Regions from separate parts of the Mus musculus genome. Here all the other regions are linked to region 2. The links are chromatin contacts, called in public promoter capture Hi-C maps. All regions are on one chromosome and are shown on one strand. Each heading gives the region's core, a stretch centred on a gene start, on an enhancer-like site or on the middle of the called end of the contact. The rest is flanking DNA. Distances are from core to core; before and after follow the strand shown.

What was found. Promoter capture Hi-C pulls out the DNA fragments that hold promoters and counts their contacts.
Region 1: a contact with region 2 is called in a promoter capture Hi-C map of second pharyngeal arch cranial neural crest. The contact joins the promoter of Kptn here to the promoter of Cnot3 in region 2. A contact is called at or near these places in 5 of 39 promoter capture datasets (cranial neural crest, frontonasal cranial neural crest, liver and 2 more).
Region 3: a promoter capture Hi-C map of pre-B cells shows a contact between it and region 2. The contact joins the promoter of Foxa3 here to the promoter of Cnot3 in region 2. A contact is called at or near these places in 4 of 39 promoter capture datasets (the HPC-7 cell line, cranial neural crest, frontonasal cranial neural crest and 1 more).

Annotation. Positions count from the first base shown.
Region 1 is chr7:16,118,524-16,121,345 of GRCm38.p6, forward strand. Kptn (kaptin) reads left to right here and starts at 1,353. Exons shown (of 12, transcript NM_133727.2): 1 at 1,353-1,658; 2 at 1,967-2,049; 3 at 2,189-2,273; 4 at 2,347-2,401. The coding sequence starts at 1,436.
Region 2 is chr7:3,643,871-3,646,856 of GRCm38.p6, forward strand. Cnot3 (CCR4-NOT transcription complex, subunit 3) reads left to right here and starts at 1,399. Exons shown (of 18, transcript NM_146176.3): 1 at 1,399-1,714. Gm15927 (a long non-coding RNA gene) reads right to left here and starts at 475. Exons shown (of 6, transcript XR_003946711.1): 1 at 383-475; 2 at 1-299.
Region 3 is chr7:19,022,138-19,024,970 of GRCm38.p6, forward strand. Foxa3 (forkhead box A3) reads right to left here and starts at 1,402. Exons shown (of 2, transcript NM_008260.2): 1 at 1,212-1,402. The coding sequence starts at 1,280. Sympk (symplekin) reads left to right here and starts at 2,240. Exons shown (of 27, transcript NM_026605.2): 1 at 2,240-2,369.

The DNA.
Region 1 (2,822 bases), core at 103-2,602, about 12 Mb after region 2:
TATCACCTATGCCATCTATCTGGCCTAGAGTCGGCAGGGTTTTGGCATATCTACGGAGCCTGCTTTGTGTCTGAGGCTATGCATCCCAGGTGCTGGAGTTGATTGAAGTGGCAGATCCAGACCCCCTGAAAGGCCTCATAGCACCTGGCTGGTAAGCCCTCCATCACAGAAACCTCAGTCCAGATCCTGCTCTCCCTCAGCGTCGGGCTCAAACTTTGTAAAGCTCTTTGCATAGTTCTGGTGAGAAGTTTGTGAGGGACTCTCTAAAGGGTGTGATGGCACCAGGAGCAGTGTGAGTGGACAAGGTAGCCATGGGTCCTGCAGACTGTCACTATGAATGTTCACTAAAGCAGGTAGTCTCTTCTGCCATCAGGATGGACAGGTTAACTGATCTTTTCCCTGGTACAAGAATACACTTTACTGTTTTAAAGATAATATTGCTTAAAGAATTTACTTAACTCAGTTGGCCTATATAATAGATTCAAGAGTACCTTAGGGCCAGCAAGATGGCTCAGCAGATACTGGTGCTTGCTACCATGCCTAAGCAGTTCAATTGCTGAGACCCAGAAGGTGAAGGGAACTGACTCCCAGAGTTGTTCTCTGATCACATGCCATGGTACATGTGCCCATACAGAAACATACACATAAGTGTTTTAAAAATATTAAGAATACCTACTTTAGAAGGGCACGCCTGTGTTCTTGGCACGTGGCATACAGAGGTAAGAGGATTGTCACAAGTTTGTTGCCAGCCTGATTTGTAAATTATTGGTTCAGCCAAGGCTATGGAGTAAGATCCTGTCTCTAAAAGTAAAAAGTTTAGATATGTGCCTCCACTTCAGCTTGCTTATGAGTTTAAATAAATTGGCAGATCGAATGTGCTTATCCAAAAGGGTAGTAATTAGGTTTTATAATTGTTTTGTTGTTCAGATAGTTTTTGTTGGAGAATGAGTGTATTTATAGGAGTGCATGTGTGTGTAGAGAGAGACAGAAGTTGGGGGCTGGGAGTGTCTCCTGCAGACCGACGGGCCTGAAAACTACTTATTACTTAAGCTTAGCCTCTAACTTTGTAGAAGGGTTGAAACTGCTGCGACTGCCTCCACTTCCCAAGTGCTGTACTCACAGGAGTGTGTGCCCACCCACAGTTCAGGGTGATACTTATTCTCCTTTACACACTGCTTTCAGAGAGGCCCAGAGACGCCTCCATTCCCCCATCTCAAATCCTGGAAGGCCCTCTCCATAGCTCCGAAATGGGCAAGGACAGAACACTCAGTTGCAGAAGGGCAATTTTGTCTGGGCCGCCCAGTCAAGGAACCAAGCGCCATATTTGTAGAGGGCAGTAACCGCAGCTTCTTGACGTCATCAGTATGCGCTAGTGGAGGTTTCCTGACAGGTTGGGGAGCATCAGGCCATCTGGGACCGATCGCGGAGGGCCAGGATGGGGGAGGCGGCCGTGGCAGAGGGACCTTGTCCACTGCTGGAGGACAGCTTCACGCGCTTCTCGTCGCAAAGCAACGTGTACGGGCTTGCTGGAGGCGCGGACGGGCGAGGGGAGTTGCTGGCCGCCACTCTTAAAGGCAAGGTGCTCGGCTTCCGCTATCAAGACCTCCGACAGAAAATCCGGCCTGTGGCTAAAGAGCTGCAATTCAACTACATTCCCGGTGCGTGGCGCTGTGGTGCCTGGGGCGGGACTAGAGTCTGGTGTTGAGGATTCTAAGATTGTCACTGTGTTGCGAGGTCAGGGTCAAAACTGATAATCATTAGGGTTCGAGACAGTGGTCATCATGGCCTGAAAGTAGTTAGGGTTCAGGATTCCGCAAACATAAGTTATCAACAGCATAGTAGTCGGTGTTCAGAGGTCATGATGATAGCGGTCAGACGCCTGCATCTGCTGTGGTATGAAGTTAGTGTGGTTAGGCTGCAAGAGTGGAGACCTGCCTAATCAGTGAACTTTGAACTCCCCTCATAGTGGATGCTGAGATCGTCTCCATCGACACTTTCAACAAGTCACCCCCAAAACGGGGCCTGGTTGTGGGCATCACTTTTATAAAGGTACCACAGCACCCTCCACCTGTCCACGCCCTCCTCCTTAGTCACTGTGGATCCCACCAAGTCTCTCTCAAGTGCTCTGAATCTACTCCAAATGCCTGTCACCTCCCCTACCTCCCCTGAGAGAAGTTTCCACCCCCAGGACTCAGGAGACAAGGGCAGTCCGTTTCTTAACATTTACTGTGACTATGAGCCTGGCTCAGAGTACAACCTGGACTCTATTGCAGGTGAGTGGGGCTTAGGGGAGAGCGTAGCTGGGGCTGCCAGGGGCTGCTGGGCTTAACTTGTGTCCTTCTGCAGAGAGCTGCCTGAATTTGGAACTCCAGTTCACACCTTTCCAGCTGTGCCACGCAGAGTGAGTGACCCTGGGCACCCATGCTCTCCTACCCTTTCCTTGCACTCAGAGGCTTTTGCCCTATCTGGAAAACAAAAGGCTTTTCCTCTACTAAGGATTGGAAACAGGTAGTGTTAGGGGCCCAAAAGGTGATGGGAAGTATAGCCGGGAAGTGGGGTTTCACTGAGCTTTAGCAGACTGGAATCCACACACCTGCCATCACCAGTCTGGTTCTCGTGGTGCTTTTCAGAGTGAATGCAGCCAAGATGGTTACATTGTCGCCCCTCAGGTAGATCATTCCAGTGGGTTAATTGAGCACTGGGAACTCAACTTCCAAAATTCTAGATCTCTACTTCCCAGGCCTGGAATTGTTCTGTAGCCCGAGAAGCCCTGAGATTCCCAGATTTAAAAGATGCAATTGAATGCTGAGGATACATTCAGG
Region 2 (2,986 bases), core at 149-2,648:
ACTGAAGTTACAAGCATGCAAGCCACCCTGTGGGAACTGGTCCTCTGCAGGAAAATGTTCTTAACTGCTGAGCCATCTTTCCAGCCGAAGAATATGCCTTTTTATAAGCCATTTTTTCTCTCTTGCTTCATGCCATTCTGATGCGGTGAAATGCACGTGCACGTTCTCTTCAAGTGTGGATTTATCTTCTTTTCCTCCACATAGTAGGCAGAGATAGATCGAGTTTCCCCAATTCATGAAAACGTGGTGCTCACGTTTGCAACCTAGTCAGCAAAGGGCTATGGAGTGCTTCATGGGTACTAAACAACGAGAAATCCAGAGAGTGAGACTCAAGTATGTGTAAAAACGGCAGGAATCAAACAAAATTAAACCAGAGGCTCACCTAAGCACTCGGCAAGGGTGGTCGGAGAAGTTTACTCCTTAAGAAGCATAGCAGAACTCTAGTGAGTAGTCATTACAGATGTAACCGAGGTAGGGCAAAGCGCAGTTTCCTCTACAGCTGGAGTCCTTGCAACTCCAGGGAAGGTCCCAGTCTGCTAACTTAACCAGAGAAACGTCAGTCCCACGCCTTGTGTTTCTCAGTCGCTTCTGCAATGTTCCTGATTCCTTCTTTCTTTCTTTCATCCTTTAGAAAGCACTGAGTTTTAGAGATATACCAAGCAAACGCGCTTGGGGAATAACTACGAGGATCAGATAACAGCCTAGACAGGCAAAGGAAGGATGCTCCGACAACCACACCTGTCGGCAGGTTAATAGCTACCCTATTGGCTAACCGAGGGAAGGGGCGGGGTGTTTGTCTAGCTCCTCCCCTTAGGGCTGGCGGCTCTTTTGATTGGTAGATGACTTGGGTTTACTATCCCCAACCCTCTGGCACCTCTCCGTCTCCCACTAGATAAGCTTCCTTTAACACTCACACGCTATGCTTTTTGTCGTTTTCCTCTACCCACATTCATAGCTAACCAATGAGTTCAGGGTAGAATACACCTCGCAACCAATTACAGCTGCCTTTAAACTTGACGAGTAACTTCCCGCCCCTCACCCTGACTCCTCCCCGCTGCCAATTGATTTAGGGTAAGGGGGCGGACACATCCAATCAGCACGACACAGGCTTCCTGATTGACACCCAGGTCCTCGCGCTGGCGTGTTGTGCTCCGAGGAGGGGAGGAGGAGGAGGAGCTGGGAAGAAATACCCGAGCCAATCCAAGCAAGCTGAGCGGGAGGCCAATCGAACGCCGCGCCTTGCCGAGATCAGCCAATCATAATGAAGAGGTTGGCCTCATTCTCGCTAGGAACCAATGGGGCGCGCCTAACGGCGCAGAGCGACGTACTGCGGGAGCAATGACGGACCTATATTCGGGGCTCGGGGGCGGGCCGGCGCCAGAGAGGAGAAGAGAGGAGGGGAGGCCTCCGCCGCCGCCATCTTGGACCGGGCCCGTTCAGCTTCCGTGGAGCCGTCGGCAGCCGCTGCCGGGCCTTTCCTTGATCCCTGAATCCCCTACTCGGTCGTCTAGAACAATCCCGGGCCCACTTCCTCTATCAACAACCCAACCCTACTTCCGGCTTTCGCGCCCTCTTATCGCGATAGCGCCCGGGCTCGGGGCGCGAGGAAAGAGGAAAAAAAAAAAAAAAAAAGGCGGCGGGCGGGCGCTCGCCTCTCTCTCCCCCCTCCTCGCCTGTCGCGATACGCTCCGCAGCGGCGGCGCCAGCTCCTGCGGTGAGCGTCAGGTTCGACTGGGCCGGACCCCTTTCCCTCTTCCCTCAGCTCCATCGGCCGACTTCTTGCTCCGCGACCCTGCTGCCTGTCGCGACACGGCCTCAGCTCCCGCCGGGCCCAAGCCGCGCGCTCGGGCCCAGCTTCGGCTCGGGCGGGCGGGGACCCTCTCCTCTCTCTGTCCTCCCGCGTCCGGACTCCCGCGTGGCAGAGCGCCGGCCCCGGGTGCGAGGTGCCCGTCCTCCTCCGCGTCTGGCTGGGCTTGGAGCGGTGGGCGCGCTGCGGGCCGCGGAGGGGTCTTTCTGCTCTGGGCGCGGGGCCCACTCCTGCAGTCATGCCTTCCCCGGGAGCTCCATTCGGGAGCGTTGCCTCAGTGCACCCGAAAGCTCCAGCTTGTTGGTGTCTTGATAGGGGGAAGCCTCTTTGGAAGAGATGGATCTTGTGGAGGAAAAAGTCCCCAAGACCCGAGGGTGCAGTTAACGTTGTGAGTTGGAGCCTAAGCCAAAGTTTCCACCTAGTCCTTACAGCTCTAGCAGTGAAGTCTCCTAGAGGTCCCTTTCCACCAATCTTCTTTTTAAGGAAGCATGGGGTTTGTGAGTGTGTGTGTGTGTGTGTGTGTGTGTGTGTGTGTGTTTTGTTTTAACACTCCCTCCCCAAACCTTGGATTCAGGACTGTACCGTATTGCTCACTTCCTGGCTTCACATCTTTTGCATCTTTGAGGTGGGGTATCAGTGGACTCTAGCTTTGGGGATGCAGGCTCCACTACGATGCACGGTCTGCCTCGGTGGGTGAAGCTTCCTAAGTGGTTAGGTATTGCTGTGTGTGGTGAGGACCGCTTAGCTTTTCTTTCTAGATCTGGGTCGGTGGAATGCGAGCTCCCATGCTTTCAGTTGTTGGTGCTCTTCTGTTGGGACAGTTGAAGCACTTCTAAACAGCTGTATCTCGGTTCCGGGACTGTCATCCCTCTTAGGATTAGCTTTCTGTTCTTTTGGCTAGGGGCTTCCTCACCGTCTCCCTTCCCCGGTCATCACCTGGACTGCCATCTCTCTGTATTTCCATTCTCATCTGCCCAGCCTATGTGGATATGTGATCTTTTATAATTGAAATCCACTGGGTGAAAGCGTTTCAGAGGTAGAATGGTCCATCTCACCCAACTGGCACCCTGTAGGACTGCTAGCTCTCCTCACCGGAGTCTTCTGCTGTGTAAGGGGTAGCCTTTCTCCCTGCAGTTGTGTTGTCTTTGTCGGGTAGGTGTTGTCACCTGCCAGGTAAAG
Region 3 (2,833 bases), core at 152-2,651, about 15 Mb after region 2:
ACCCTCAACTAACTTCTTCAGATGTGTCCCCAGAAGGACAGACTTGTAGTTGGCTCTCTTAAATCCAATGCTCAAACTCCCAATGACCTGAGATACCACCCTGGCTTCTGCCTTCCTACAAAGTCACCAACACCTCCAGCCCCCTCCCTTTCTACTTCTGCACACTCCCAATTCCTTCCCGGTCAGCTCTGCCCCACCTCACACCTCACCAGACCTAGGACAGGCCCCTCCCGGGCACCTCGCCAACTCCAAGACCAGCTACCCCTAGGGATCCAGGAGTCCAATTCCACAACTTGGAAATACAGACCCTAGCCACCTCCCTCAGCCGCTGAAGCTTGACTTGTTCGAGAGCCCCCCCCCCCCACCTTAAGCCGTCTATGTCAGGAGCTCATGGGTCCAGAACCTCGGCCCTTCTCCCCACCATCACAATATGGACTACAGGGTGCAGAAGCACTCGGACAAACGGGAGTTAGACGTGAAGAGGGACTTTCTGTTTGTTGGGGTGAAGGAATTAATGTAAGTCTAGCAATGCCTAGATGGTGTACATTCTGGAGAGCCCCTGCTGAGGGTCGGGGTAAGGATGGCTGACTCCTGCCACACAGATGTGGATCCTCTTGTCTTTTGATCTTCCAAGGCTGACGTCATCTGAGGACTAGTCTACCTAAGCCACCTGTTACATTAGATTCCTCAGAAGGACCCCCGACCACCCTATTTGTGCCCCTACCTTAGCTCCTCAGCTGATCTTTATCCCGGAACCTCAATTCTGACCCCCGACTGCCCGAAGTCCCCCAACCCCCGTCTTCAACCCTGAATTCCGGCACAAACTTTTCCTTACTGCGGACTACCAATGCCTCTTAGTCTCTGTATTTCTCCTCTCTACTACAGAACTCATTTCTCGAGGTCCTCCAGCTCTATCGCTCTACCCTAGAGCTCCGGTTCCCACCTCCAATTTGTTCATTCGACTCAGGGGCTCGACACCTTTCAAGTATAACTTCGAGGTTTCATTGCTAACATTTTCTTCCGTTGGAAGCAAGCCTTCGCATGGATCTGCAGTCTAAATCGTTCTCCCAAACCTTGTCCCCCGACTCCCACACCTAGAATCTGTGTCCTCAGGTCTGTTGCTCCCACCTGGGCCCACACCACAGCGCCTGCTTGCATTTAAGCCCCACACCTGCCCCCCATTTCCCGCTCCGCCATCCCCGAGGACACACCTCGCCCGCCTCCGGGTAGTAGCTCCACTCGGCCAGGTCATGAGCCTCCATCTTCACTGAGCCCAGCATCCCCGGGGCCTGCGCCCCCACACACCCAGGCTGAGGCCCCCCTGGGGGAACCGAGTGCTTCGGTCTCTCTACAGGCACTAGCCCCGAGTTCCGACCTGAGGCACACAGCCCGGGAGTCCCGCTGGCCCAGGCGCCTTGGGAGGCAGCCACTTTTTATAGCCGGGACACCCCCTCCCGGGCCCGCCCCGGGCTCCCCGCCCGCCTCCCCGAGCGCGGCGCCCTCGGATTGGGGCGCCCCCTGCGGGATCTCAAGAAGAGAGACCTCAGGCACTGGGAGCCTCGGTCCTGGCACCTGGAAGCTTGCGATGGATGAAGAGTCGGGGACTACAAGGCGTGGGGTAGAGAGCCACACCCTGCTGATCCCAAAAGCCCTAGAGCAACAGAGCGGGAGCCGGGGAATCTTTCTGCCTCTAAGTGTTTCATCATCTCCAGCTAAAGGAGGGAAACTCTAGAACCCCGCATGTCTTCCACGAAAGAAAGGAGGTTGACAGAGCTCAGGACTCCACAAGTCCCTATACAACACCGTTTAAGTAGCCCGCAGAGATTCCTGAAACCACATTCCCATTGGACAGACAGGAAGACTGAGGCTTTTGACGTCTGCGAATGTTGCAGGCTCCGTACAGAGTCAGGGTCGGCGGTGGAAAGGCTCAGGGCTTCTGCTCAGACCCCATTAAGGCACCAGATCTCCTCTAAGACCCAGAAACTCCACTCACAGCACTCTCCACTCAACGTTAGCCAGCCGTCTAGGGAGAGGGACTCCGGACCGCTGGGAACTCCATTTCCCAGAAGCCTTCGTTCCCATTTCCGTCCGGCGCCTGCGCAGCGCGGACTACATTTCCCAGAAGGCATGGCGCTCGAAGGCCGGAAATGGCGGCCGCTCCGGTGGACGCCCGGGGAGGGCGGGCGGCTGCCGACGCGGCACGCCTTAGGGGCGGGGACCGGCCGCGGTGCCGGACTCCATTTCCCGGCGGCCCTACTAGTGCAGCGCCTGCGCCGTGTCACGGCGGCGGGCGGAAGATGGCGGCGGCGGCAGCGTCTGCGGAGAGGCGCTGCTGAGGGGGCGCGAGGGGGACAGAGGCCGGAGTCGCGGTGAGCGGGTGGCGGCGTGAGGTCCTGGGGTGGGGGGAGGGGGGGCGCTGACAAGGCCGGGGCGCGAGCGATGGGGAGGGCCTCGGCGAGGGCCGGGAGCAGCGGGGTCGCGGGCCCCCGCTTCTTCCCACACTGCTCGGGACCCATCCTTGCCTTCTTTGGCTTCCCGGTCCCCCGGGGCCAAAGTTCCACCGTGGCCGCGCAGACCTCCTGGGCCACCAGCCTGGCCCTGGCTCGTCCCCCGCTCCGCACACTGCTGCACCGGGCCCTTCACTTCCCCAGACTGGCCGTGTGCGAAGCTTCCCACCTCCGGGCCTTTGCACAGGCTGTTCCTCCCCAGTGTCCCCCGCCCTGGAAACGTGCTGTTATCCTTCGGCCTAACTCCCTTTCATCTTCGGGGTTGGGGGGCTCGGCACCCCACGTCACTGCCCCTGCAAAACCTCCGTTTGCCTCCCTCCTTCCTC